Regions from separate parts of the Sus scrofa genome. Here all the other regions are linked to region 2. The links are chromatin contacts, called in public Hi-C and HiChIP or PLAC-seq maps. All regions are on one chromosome and are shown on one strand. The core of a region is the stretch at or near the end of the contact, and the rest is flanking DNA. Distances in the headings are between cores, read along the strand shown.

Evidence for each region. A called contact is a pair of places that touch in the nucleus more often than the background predicts. HiChIP or PLAC-seq counts read pairs in DNA pulled down with a chosen protein or histone mark.
Region 1: a Hi-C map of skeletal muscle shows a contact between it and region 2, with 6 times the contacts expected there. The contact joins the promoter of MOBKL3 here to the promoter of RFTN2 in region 2. A contact is called at or near these places in 1 of 5 promoter capture datasets (fetal liver), 6 of 47 Hi-C or Micro-C datasets (alveolar macrophages, brain, embryonic fibroblasts and 3 more) and 2 of 2 datasets of contacts at active chromatin or transcription factors (alveolar macrophages and skeletal muscle).
Region 3: an H3K27ac HiChIP or PLAC-seq map of skeletal muscle shows a contact between it and region 2. The contact joins the promoter of BOLL here to the promoter of RFTN2 in region 2. A contact is called at or near these places in 10 of 47 Hi-C or Micro-C datasets (brain, embryonic fibroblasts, fetal heart ventricle and 5 more) and 1 of 2 datasets of contacts at active chromatin or transcription factors (skeletal muscle).

The regions. Positions count from the first base shown.
Region 1 is chr15:101,388,900-101,392,637 of Sscrofa11.1, forward strand. It overlaps MOBKL3 (MOB family member 4, phocein), which reads left to right and starts at 2,014. Exons shown (of 8, transcript NM_001032379.1): 1 at 2,014-2,088. The coding sequence starts at 2,029.
Region 2 is chr15:101,499,215-101,503,138 of Sscrofa11.1, forward strand. It overlaps RFTN2 (raftlin-2), which reads right to left and starts at 1,712. Exons shown (of 9, transcript XM_021075725.1): 1 at 950-1,712. The coding sequence starts at 1,088.
Region 3 is chr15:101,600,207-101,604,091 of Sscrofa11.1, forward strand. It overlaps BOLL (protein boule-like), which reads right to left and starts at 2,026. Exons shown (of 11, transcript XM_021075731.1): 1 at 1,308-2,026. The coding sequence starts at 1,328. It also overlaps a transcript of PLCL1 not described here.

The DNA.
Region 1 (3,738 bases), core at 764-3,263, 110 kb before region 2:
ACAATCTGGGAAATTGTAACTTAATCCCTGGAGGAAATGAAGGGGGTTGTCTGCAGATGAAGAGTCCTATCTGAGCCTCTGCTCTCTACAGACCCTCCCATATCTCTCTAAAGAAGGCAACACTTAGGGAACACTTGTCTTAGATTCTCAGTGTATTTAGTAAGAGAATTGGTGATTTGAATGGCTGTCTGTTGCTAGACTCTAAGTAATTTATGGGGCCTTTTCATACTTGTATCTCAGTGCTTAATAAATATTTGTTGAATTAATAAATCTTTTGATATCTGGGAGGGAGTGATGGAATTGTTCTTGCTCTTGAAAAGTTACCAGTCTCTACATCTTCCATAATGAAGGAATCTTACTTAAAGGTAAATAAATATAGCTCTGTTGTTAAAAACTTATCTATTTATTTATTTATTGTCTTTTCTAGGGCCGCACCTACGGCATATGGAGGTTCCCAGGCTAGGGGTCTAATCAGAGCTATAGCCACCGGCCTATACTGCAGCCACAGCAACGCAGGATCCGAGCCGTGTCTGCAACCCATACCAAAGGTCATGGCAACACCGGATCCTTAACCCACTGAGCGAGCCCAGGGATAGAACTGACAACCTCATGGCTCCTAGTTGGATTCGTTAACCACTGCGCCACCATGGGAACTCCTGTTTGTTAAATACTTTTGAACAGACTTCGAAGTCACTGACAGTTATTCAGCTTTGCACTCACTCATTTTAACCAACCTTGCTTCTCCTTATTTCCATCTTTGGAGGCTGTCTGTTACAAAGCTCTGCTCTCAGCATTTTCCATACATCTTTAGGCTTACCTGATAACTGATGTTTTCTCTCTTGGAAATCACCCTGCTATATGTACTGTTCACCCTTTTAACTGTCTTTCCACCTGGTAACCTAAGGCCTCCCTCAGTCCAGATCAAAGATTTAAGGTTTCTAAGCAGGAACAGAAAAAAAGTTTGCTACTACTGCTGTGATTTCATGACTTTAGAGAACATGTTAAACTTGCAACAGAGGAAATGTGAAATCCTGTAAGATGTAAAACTACCACCATCCATCAAGGGGCATTCATTTTCTCCTCCTGCTTCTTTTTTTGTCTTTTTGCCTTTTCTAGGGCTGTTCCCGCGGTATATGGAGGTTCCCAGGCTAGGGGTCGAATGGAAGCTGTAGCCACCGGCCTACGCCAGAGCCACAGGAACGCGGGATCTGAGCCGCGTCTGCAACCTACACCACAGCTCACCGCAACGCCGGATCCTTAACCCACTAAGCACGGCCAGGGATCGAACCCTCAACCTCGTGGTTCCTAGTCAGATTCGTTAACCACTGAGCCACGACGGGAACTCCTCCTCCTGCTTCTGACTTGCAAAAAATACAAGCTAAATTTGTCTATTTAATGCACAGTACCAGATGTCCACTCTATTTCAGATAAATTAGCGGGTAGCGGAAATATCATTTTACATTCCCAACCCCAGTCTGATTTGAGATTGGATCGATTTCATGCAGGGTCTGTGGAATTTTCCCAGACTGCTGGCCCTGTTTCCCACTTTGCATGTCTAAGGTGATTTCGGGACAGAATTAACACTTCCCTAGGCATTTGCTTGCACAAGGGTTTACTGAAACGGTCGCCATTGCGCAAGCTCTAATTCTTCCAGTATAACTTAAGCCTAAACAGATACACCAACGCGTTTTGCCGATCTTGCACATTACCCTGGCTGCCCTCTAAGCCCACCTGCGTATTCCCACGGGCCTCTCTCGGCACCCCCGCCCCACCGCCGGTCTCTTGCCTAACCTTCCCGCCCGCTAGCCAAGGACTGTTCCTTCTCTCGCCTTCCCCTCCCTTCGCCAACCGGCCCTTTCCGAGACTCCTCCCAGGCTTCCCGCCCTGCCCCGCGCGGGCTAGGGCTGTGCCGTCAGCAGCCACCCCTCCCCGGCGCCCGGACGCAGAGCGCTGCTCCGCCCCGCCCCCCGCGCAGGCAGCCGTCCTCTACATCCGGGTACCGACACTTGCCGCCCAGACTCTGGCACTATGGTCATGGCGGAGGGGACGGCTGTGCTGAGGCGGAACAGGCCAGGCACCAAGGCTCAGGTACTATGTCTACACTTTTGCTGGAGTTGGGGGCTTTTGGTGCTCAGCCGCGGCGCACGTAGAGGGTGGACTCCCCTGAGAGGAGGTTGGGCCCGGGCGTCGGGCGGGCGGGGGCACTAGCGCCCGGCCTCTTCTTCCGGAGCCTCAGCCCCTTGGTCTAACTGAGGCGGCGGCGGCCCGCGAGGCCTGTGGAGCTCGGACTTGAGGATGGGCGTGCGGGGCGCGTGAGGCCACCGAGGCCTGGAGCTGGAAGTCTGTCCACAGCGACTGCTTGTTCGCTTGTTCTCGCCTCTTCTCTGATCCCCAGCTGACCAGCGTCTCAGGGGTGCGGCCGGCCAGGTGGAGACCCCGGCGTTTCCGTGAGGGTCGGGGCTGCCACAGCCTACTTCGTTCTGGTTTCCAGGTCCTACCTGGCTTCTGACGTGCCGGACTTGCCGTCCAGCTTGACTAGCCGGATTTGGGAGTTGATAATTTGCTTTATCCTCCTTTTCTTGCTGTTTGTCTTTGACTACTTCTCGCTGTAACTGTTCTCTGGTCCAGCAAGTTTTCATCATCAGGTTGTGACTTGTTAGATGTCATTCCTTGTGAATTTCCTTGTTATTATGTGTGACGAATAGGGAATGAACAGATAATTTATCAACTTTTTTATAGGGCGGTACTTGGGGTGAGTTGGTGCTTGTTTAGATATTGATTCTCGGTGTTTGCAAAAGACGGGGACGCCTCACATTGTTTAAAAAAAATAATAAAGTAGGCATTTAAACTTCATCTGATTAATTTGCCAAGCAAAATGGCTTGCTATTGAGTAGATGCTCCGATATCAGAAGAGATGTGTTAAAATGTTAATGTGTTAAGAGATGTGTTAAAATGTAAGATGTGTTAATTTTAAAGAAGACAAGTGGGTGGGAAAAAAACAAGCAACAGTGGAGCTATGACCATATGCCAGAGAATAGATTTTAATATCTTGTACAGAAAGATATTAAGGGAAATATCTTTGAAAGGGAGTCCTTTCAAAGGAAACTTTTACATTCAGATACCTTCCCAGATCCGTGTTGTAAATAAGGAAACTGAACTCAGATGTTAGATTGCATTTGCTGAGAGTTACACAGTCTCCAGATTCTTAGTTCACTAGTTTTCTCTTTAACAAGTTGCTTTTAGTACTGAATTGTAGAGAGTTTAGTTTGAAAGTCTTTTTTTTTTTTTTTTAGTGGAGTCATATGTCAATTACTTCTGTTGGCAATTTTATGGTTATACCACTCGGAATTTATATTATTTATGCTTTGCTGTTTCCAAAGTTTCTTTCGTTATAAATGATCTTTTTCTTATATACCTTTACTTCTTATTCTGTGGGAGCATTGTTTGTGATACTTTTAAGTGATCAACTCTAGATTTCTATTTATATTCATAAGTAGACTTTTGTACTCACAATCTGAGAATCATCCATTTTTACGTATTCAAAAGTTCTTAATTTTGAAAGGTTAGTTAAAATCATATACTTTAACTCATTATTTTAACACTCATTTGCTATGTTGTTCTGAGTAAGTATGTTGTTATAAGAAAGCACCTTTACTTTTACCACATTGTCATAGATCAAAAGTGTTAAATAAAATGTAACAGAAAAGGTTAGGATTTTTTTAAAGGGCTGCTTAAGCA
Region 2 (3,924 bases), core at 462-2,961:
AGTTGAAAAGAAATTAACATAATATCCAGTATGATAATTTACTTAGTATAAGCCTTCTATTAACTGATAAAATTTGTGGCTTATTAGAATTAAAAGTATAACTTCGTAATAAGAGCTTAAGATACTGACATCTGGAAATTCTAACAGCAAGCAAGACACTCGAAATTTCATTCTTAGTATCCTGTAATTAAAGACATAGTTCTGCTCTTTTAAAAAAATGCAGTTTTATCATTGTGGTTGTACAGAACTCTGAAGTTTCCCAAAGAAGTGAGGCAAAGTATTTGTGAAGTAGAGCTGCCTCTGTTCCTTGCACAGGGCTGCCATCTGGGCTTGTTTATTTGTGTTTCCAACTTTCTGGAACAGGGAGTTTCTCTGTTAGGCACCAAGCAAAGGAAGTGTCTTACAGAAGACTATTTTTTCCCCCCTTTTTTCTTTTTTACTGTATTTTCAAACTTCAAGTTTAGTTTGGTCAAAAATATCAAGTGACTAGCACAATCAGAACATTTAACCATAGCTGGAAACCTCGGAATTGTCTTAGCAAACACTCGTCTACATGATGCAAGTAATATTTCTTGTATGCTACCTTCTTGTGCCTTGCAGATCTTTTTTCAAAACACAGACTGTCATTAAGGGTATAGCTGTTTGGCTTGGAAATCAAATCTTTTTCATATATCCTTCTACAAATAAGCACTTGATTTAAAAATGAAAGACATATTTCCAAGAACTTTTTCTAATTTTATAAAGTACATAAGAACCAAATTTACAAAAAAACAAAGCAAACAAAACAAAAATCTTTCAGAGTGGAAGAAACAAAGCATTACTGTTAGATTGACTGTACAATCTGATTATGAAGGGCAGTTTAAAAATTCACGAACCAATACTTAAAAAAACCAGTAGTCCCTTATCTTTGAAATCTTTCATTAAACAAATAAAAAGAAGCAAAAAGTACCTTGTAAAGTAAAATCCAGCAATACATATTCGTAAGCAAATTCTGCCTTTGTTTCCACTTGCGGTCTCTTCAGGGTAGAAAATATTTTTCCAGGGCTGCTATCATCAGGGTCTTCTAGCTTTCTAAGTCCGCACCCCATGGCAAAATCTGTAAGGAATTAAATTGCAGGATAGGGGAGGGAGAGCAGCAAATTCTGTTGTTTAAGCTGCAAAAAGAAAGTTACAGACTTAACTGCTTTGATTTTTTCAGCTAAATCATAGATATTCAAAAAGAAAACATTTGAGTCCAAAGAAAGGAGCAGAAGACTTCTATCCATTTTTCTGTAAAGTCGTTGAACCCATGATGATTAAGCTACAGCTCCGGGAGGCTGGGCTTGCTCTTAGGAGAAACATGCAAGCTGCTACAACTTAGCGAAGAATTTCCATGCCACGTCAATTTACAGCCAGCCCCCTACCAGAGTTCTGTCGCTCAGGGCACCAACAGTGCTTTGTCTATCCCAGTTGGCTGGATGATAAAGGAGGTGTCCAAAAACGGAAATAAAAAGACAAAAGTGCAAATTAGATGGAATTATCTACAAGTAGAGGATATATTCAGACATAGTGGCATGCAATTCTTTTTCTGTTTTCTCTTTTCCCTTTTTCCTGTGCCCACCCCTCCTTCTTCCTAGTTACTACCAAGCAAGAAGGGAGAGAGAGAGACAGACAGACAGAGAGAGAGACAGAGGGAGACACAGACAGAGAGAGAGAGAGAGAGAGGGGTTGGGGGGGGGGGAGAGAGAGAGAAATAGAGGGAGAGAGAAATGGATTCTCAACATGGTTGGAAACAAAAATCATTTCCAGAAAGGAAGTCAGCTTTATGAGAAAACTGTTTCTGGAGTCTAAAAGGAGACACGTTAAAGTTAAAAAAAACAACAACCCACTTTTAGTTTTTAGATAGCTCTCTTCAGGATTTCTTTCCACATGAAGTTTCGTTTTTGCTGGAAAAATCATATGCTAGTTAAAACTGCCACATATAAAAGTTTGTATGAAATATTATAATAAAAGACTTCATTTAATCACAAAGGAGAGAGAGAGTAATGTGGGGTAATTAGTTTCCCTAAACTTCTTTAAGTTTAAAATACTATTAGAAGGTTTATGATAATAACTAATAAACACTTCCACAAGTCCCAGAGCATCCTTAATTAAAAGAAAACAACAACAAAAGTGACAATTTGATTCATTCAGTCTTAGAAATTGCCATTTACCTGAAGTCAAGAACAATTTATAATTGTAATGGGTATTTACTGCAATGGGTACTTTACTATTTACAGGTCAGGTAGAATGGTGCACTCATCAAAACTGGGAGCCCTGGAATCAGACTTCCTGGATTCAAATCCTGCCTCTAGTGCCAACTAGAGACGTGATATTGGGCAAGTTACTGGACCTCTTCAAGTTTCAGTTTCCTCCCCTATAAAATGGAGCTAATAATAGTACTTACTTCATAAGCGTGTTATGAAGGTCGAATGAGATAATCTTATCTCATATCTTAACAGTACGCCTGGTGAATACCATTAATTTGTTAATGTGCTAACATTATAAAACAGAGTTGAGAGTAGTAATAAAAAGGAAATGGTTCTGCCACCATTCCTGTTATTCACAAAATAAACCTTGATCACATTTCAGATTTTTAAACACAAGCCTGAAGAGATATTTTGGTTATATAGACGAGGTCACATGAGAACTCTCAAAGGGGGGTAGATTATTTAGTCTGTAGATTGATGTGACCGCTTGTCCCTTCCTTCTGCTTACTCGTCTCGAAATAGTTTACTTTTTAGAAATATTTTTAACAGAGGAAAATTTCATAGTCTCAAGGATGAGTGTGGTTGGTGGTAAGGAATTTTTGGGTAAATTTGGCTAAAAAGACAGCAGACGCTAACCTCGTGTGACTCATTTGACTATTCCTAGTGCTTTCATGGCTGTCATTTTTCATGTCCTCTTTTGTAAGATGGGCTGTGAGCTCCTGGATGGCAGTAGTAGAATATCTGAAGTTCACTTGTCCCTGTTGCCGTGCCTGGGAGATTATTTATTAAGTACTCATTATACTTAATAACTGCCTGCTATATTGGAGGCACAATATTAGATGCTGTCTGGGTACACAAGCTGACTAAACATGGCCTCTGCCCTAAAGACACTTAAGGCTTAAGGTGGAAGACATAAACAGATAATTTCAATTTGATTTGGTAGCTGCTAATATGGAAGTAAGCATAGGATATTATAGAAACCCAAGAAGGGGCTTCTAACTCGGTTTGGAGAATGCTGTCTGAGCTGTCTTGAAGAATGAATATGCATAAGAGAGATAAAAAAAAGGTGGGGAGCGTGTGCTAGGAAAAGGGAAAAGCATGAGCAATATCACAGAATCATGAAACTGTGGCATGAACTTGAAGAAACACAAAGCAGTTGAGATTTACTAGAATATAACATTTGAAAGAAGACTAAGCTATAAAGGAGGCAGGAGACAGTTAATGGGTTTTATATGCCACACAAAGGGAATTTTGATTTTATTTTATAGGTAACCAAAGAGAATCAAATAATCAAATGGACAAGTCAAAGGAGAAGCTTGACATAAGTTTGTGTTTTTGATGGGTTACTATGGCTGCTTTGAGGAAAATGGTCTTACTAAAAGCAAGAATAGGGGGAAGCCTGTTACTCAGGAGAGTATTGCAGTAGTCCTGTTGAGAACTGATGACTGAAAAAATGAATGAATATGGTGCATATATCCGTAAACAATTTCTTTTATCACTAGCGAAAGGAACTGCACTTCCTTTAGTTCACAACTGAGCCATCACGTAATCATTTTTATCTCCAAAAGTCCAATGAAATAAGATTTTATTTGACCCTTAATGATGTTTCAAACACATTTCTATATATCAATGTAGCACACATTCCTGTTATTTTAACAATTACATGGTATTTCATTGTATTATTATAATGTGTAAA
Region 3 (3,885 bases), core at 776-3,275, 100 kb after region 2:
ATGATATGCTAACCATTAGCTTGTGGGCTGAAGAACACAATATTAATTTTGGCAGTAACAAGGCTCAGGTACAGGCAACATCGAAGTTCTTTAGAGAAGGCTAGCAATTCATTGAGGTAATAAAAGCCTCAAATTCTGCTGTCAATAATTTTGCGAATATATGAAAAGCTCCTAGATGGGTGCGGTTTTGGGGTTAGACATAAGGGTTCTTAGCTTAGTAAAACTTCTAGTACTAAAGAGTTTATTTAAAATTTCCTCCCAAATAATGTGCCCCCTCTGCCTCCGCCACTTGAGAATTAACCTCGAAAACTATCGTCTACTTTGCCGACGAAGACAACAGGAAGAGGGTGGGCTAACCGTCGCAGTCACGGCCTCCGTGCTCCTTCCCCTCCGAGGCCAGAAAGCTGAGGCGCTGGGGGAAACGGCCGCAGCGACAACTTCCTCGGGTTCTCTGGGGTCATCGTGAACTTGAGCACTGACTCGAGGATCCACCCCCTCCCCACCAAAGTGCGGGAGGGAAAAGAAAGCTAGCCAGCGAGAAATTTTGCCCAGCAAATCCGCCAGCAGCAGTGGCGGGAACCCTCGGGAACCCTCAACGGCACCGAGCCTGACGCCGGCCTCGTGTGCATCAGGCCCCGCGGCCCTGGCGTGGAGCGCGCTGATTGGCTGTCGGCGGGTCGCGGGGCGGGGCGCGGCGGCACGTTGCCACAGCGTCTCGGGCCTACTCGGTCTCCCGCCCCTCCCCCGCTAGGCCTGACCAGCTTGGGCGCGCACCCGGTGCTACAGTGTCTGGGTCCCACCTGAGTACAGGTCCTCCCTACCCGGTCCCCCTCAGGTCTCTCAGGCCTTCTGGTCTCCGCTGACCATTCCGGGAGTGGAGGCGTCAGTCGCCCCAGCAACTCCTCCCATGGGCTGCTGGGTGGAGTACCGCTCGAGTGAGCACTGAAGACTCAGCCTAGTCAAGTTTCGGCGGGAAAACTGTTTCTCTAGCCTGGACCCCATCTGGTGCACGGGGCCTAGCCACCCACCGCCTCCCCAAACCTCCTGGCCGTTTCTGAGGTCCCTCAGCCCGTCCACACCTGTCCAGGTCCTTTGGCCACACCCTGCCAACCCCAGGACACAACCCCACAGGCCTACAGGCGGGTTGCTCTTGGTGGAAGTCGATGGGGCTCCCTGTTCACGTTTCTTCCCGATGAACTAGTGGGCTGTAGACTTGCTCTTCCAGCCCCTCACGGACGGAGTCCACGTTGCTTTTTCTCCCCCGCACCCTGGGGCACAGCACCCTAGGCCCTGATCACTGTACTCACCGACCCCGACTCGGTCTCCATCTTTTTCTCCGCTCTTCAAAAGCCGGGTGAGAGGAACAAAACCGTAAAGTTTGAAAGCACCTTCACACCCAGAAGCAGCCCCCCGTTTCCCGACGGAGACTCTCTCCCCCTGGCGGCGACGGCGGCGGTGGCAGCTGCAGCGACTCAGGCTCGGACCCAGGGCCTGAACCTGCCACCCGGGGTGGGGGGGCGGGGGTGGTTGGGGTCGGGCGGGGGGTGGGGGCGGGAGGCAGGCGACCTCGCCTTGGGCGGCGGACAGCGGTGCGGGCGGGCGCAGTAAGCCGGGGAGGGGTGCGGGCGGGTGAGTTTCGGCTGTGGCTGGTGCTCGCTGAGCTGGGCCGTCTCAGCTGCAGAGCGTGCGGCACGTCGGGACGGGAGTGGGGTGTGCGGACCGAGAGCTCGGTTCTGGAGCCACGCTTGCCTGCTTTCGGACGGCTGGGGAGGAGAAAGCGAACGGTTATGCAAAGCTCCATGCACCGAACGCCTTTCCCTCTCCTCTCCTTTGGAGGAAAGTTGGCGTCTGGGACTGGTGAGAGAGGCGGAGGTGACCTCAGGCTTTACTAAAGTGCGAGAAGCCGGCTGAGGGGCGATTTCGGAAGAAGGCTGGTGAGGGGCGAGGAGGCCAGTTTGCCGAGTCAAAGTCTGACCCCCTGGGCCTGACGCGCCAAACTCGGGGGCTCCGGAGAAGCCGCGGACGCCGCTCTGCACCTGTTGTCGCCGTCACTCATCCTCGCTGAGCGGGCGGGGCTGCGCGGGCGGCTTGGCCGAGACTCGCTGCCGCAGCCGTGTCCAGGCTCCGGCGCCCGCCCCAGGCCCGCGCCGGCTGAGCACCGCGGGACCTCCGCTCAGCCTCTGGAGCCGGCCGGTGAGGGAGCCACCCGCGCGCCCGAGGGGTGAGGACTGTGCCACTTGGCTGGAGTGGCTCTAGCCGCCCTGGGATTTCCTTTGAAATAAGACTGTTTTGTAAAAATTATTTCTAAAAGCTAGCTGCCTCTTATATACCTATATCGCCAGTATAGTATATATATATATGTATATATATATATATATATGTAACCCGTATAACCAAGTTCTAAGAGAAACTAGATAAACTTCTGTAACGATGATGATTATAGCTTATCAAGGGCTCGCTTTGTGCCAGCCGCAGTGCTTTACAATCAGTATCATTTAATCATTTTATTTTCACAGAAACCCTTCCAATAGATACTCCTGTATTCATCATGTTACAGGTGAGCAAATGGAGATTTGGAGGTTAAGTAATTTGATCAAGGTCTAAAGCTATAGATTTAACCGGGGTCTTTCTGACAGCAGGTCATGATGTTAACCATTTTGACATAAAATTTTAAAGAATTAGGAGCAACACCTGTCAAAAATTACATCAGTAATAACTTTTGTATTCTCTATTATAAAAGTTTGACTTTGGGTTATTTTACTTTTAGGATATAGAGTTAAATTTGTTATGTATTTAATTTTTACTCTGTTCAAACATTAGCTCTTCATATTATTTGCCAAAAATGGGAAATATTTTTTTTTTCACTGAATGGAGGTCAGTTAAAGCATCCTAAAAGTCTTTATATGTTTGTGCATACAATTTAAGCTTATTTTCTCAGTATCTGTGGGAAACGGAGACTACAAACCTATTAAAAGTAAAATTCATATTCCAGAGGAGAATAACTTTGCTGTTCAGTGCCATTAGACATTATCTTCTTTGGGCATTTTTTTTTTATAGCAGTAATGATGGATTTAGGTAGATATTACTACAGTCTCTTTTGCCCAATCTTTTTTGCCTGAAAACACTTATTTTTGAAGACTGTATTCACCATAGTAGGTGTTCAGTCTGTGACACGCAAGTTGATCAACAACTGAGGGAAGGAACACTAATTCAAGGTGTTAGGATGATACACTGTATTTGCAGTTTGATAATTTTCTTTTCTGCTTTTAACTCTTAATCCTTAAAGCAATTTAAAAAAATTTTAAAATTTAGATACATCATGTAAGATTAGTACTTAGTACATGGTTATAGAGTTCCTATTTTGTCCAATACATCATACTGTGAGACATAAAAAGATGCACAAGATCAAACCTCTGTCCTTGTTTTCAATTTAGAAGGGGAGAAGAGACTATTTTTTTTTTTTTTGGGTCTTTTTTGCCATTTCTTGGGCTGCTTCTGTGGCATATGGAGGTTCCCAGGCTAGGGGTCAGATCGAAGCTATAGCCTCTGGCCTATGCCAGAGCCACAGTAACTTGGGATCCAAGCCAAGTCTGCAACCTACACCACAGCTCACGGCAATGCTGGATTTTTAACCCACTGAGTGAGGCCAGGGATCGAACCCACAACCTCATGGTTCCTAGCTGGATTAACTTCTGCTGTGCCATGATGGGAACTTATCATAGTTTTGATTTGCATTTCTCTAATAGTTAGCAATGTTGAGCATGTTGTACCTCTTGGCTGCTTGTATATTTTCTCTGGAGAAATGTCTGTTTAGGTCTTCGGATCATTTTTTGATTGGGTTTTTATTTTTTTTGTTGTTGAGTGTATGAGCTGTTTGTATATTTT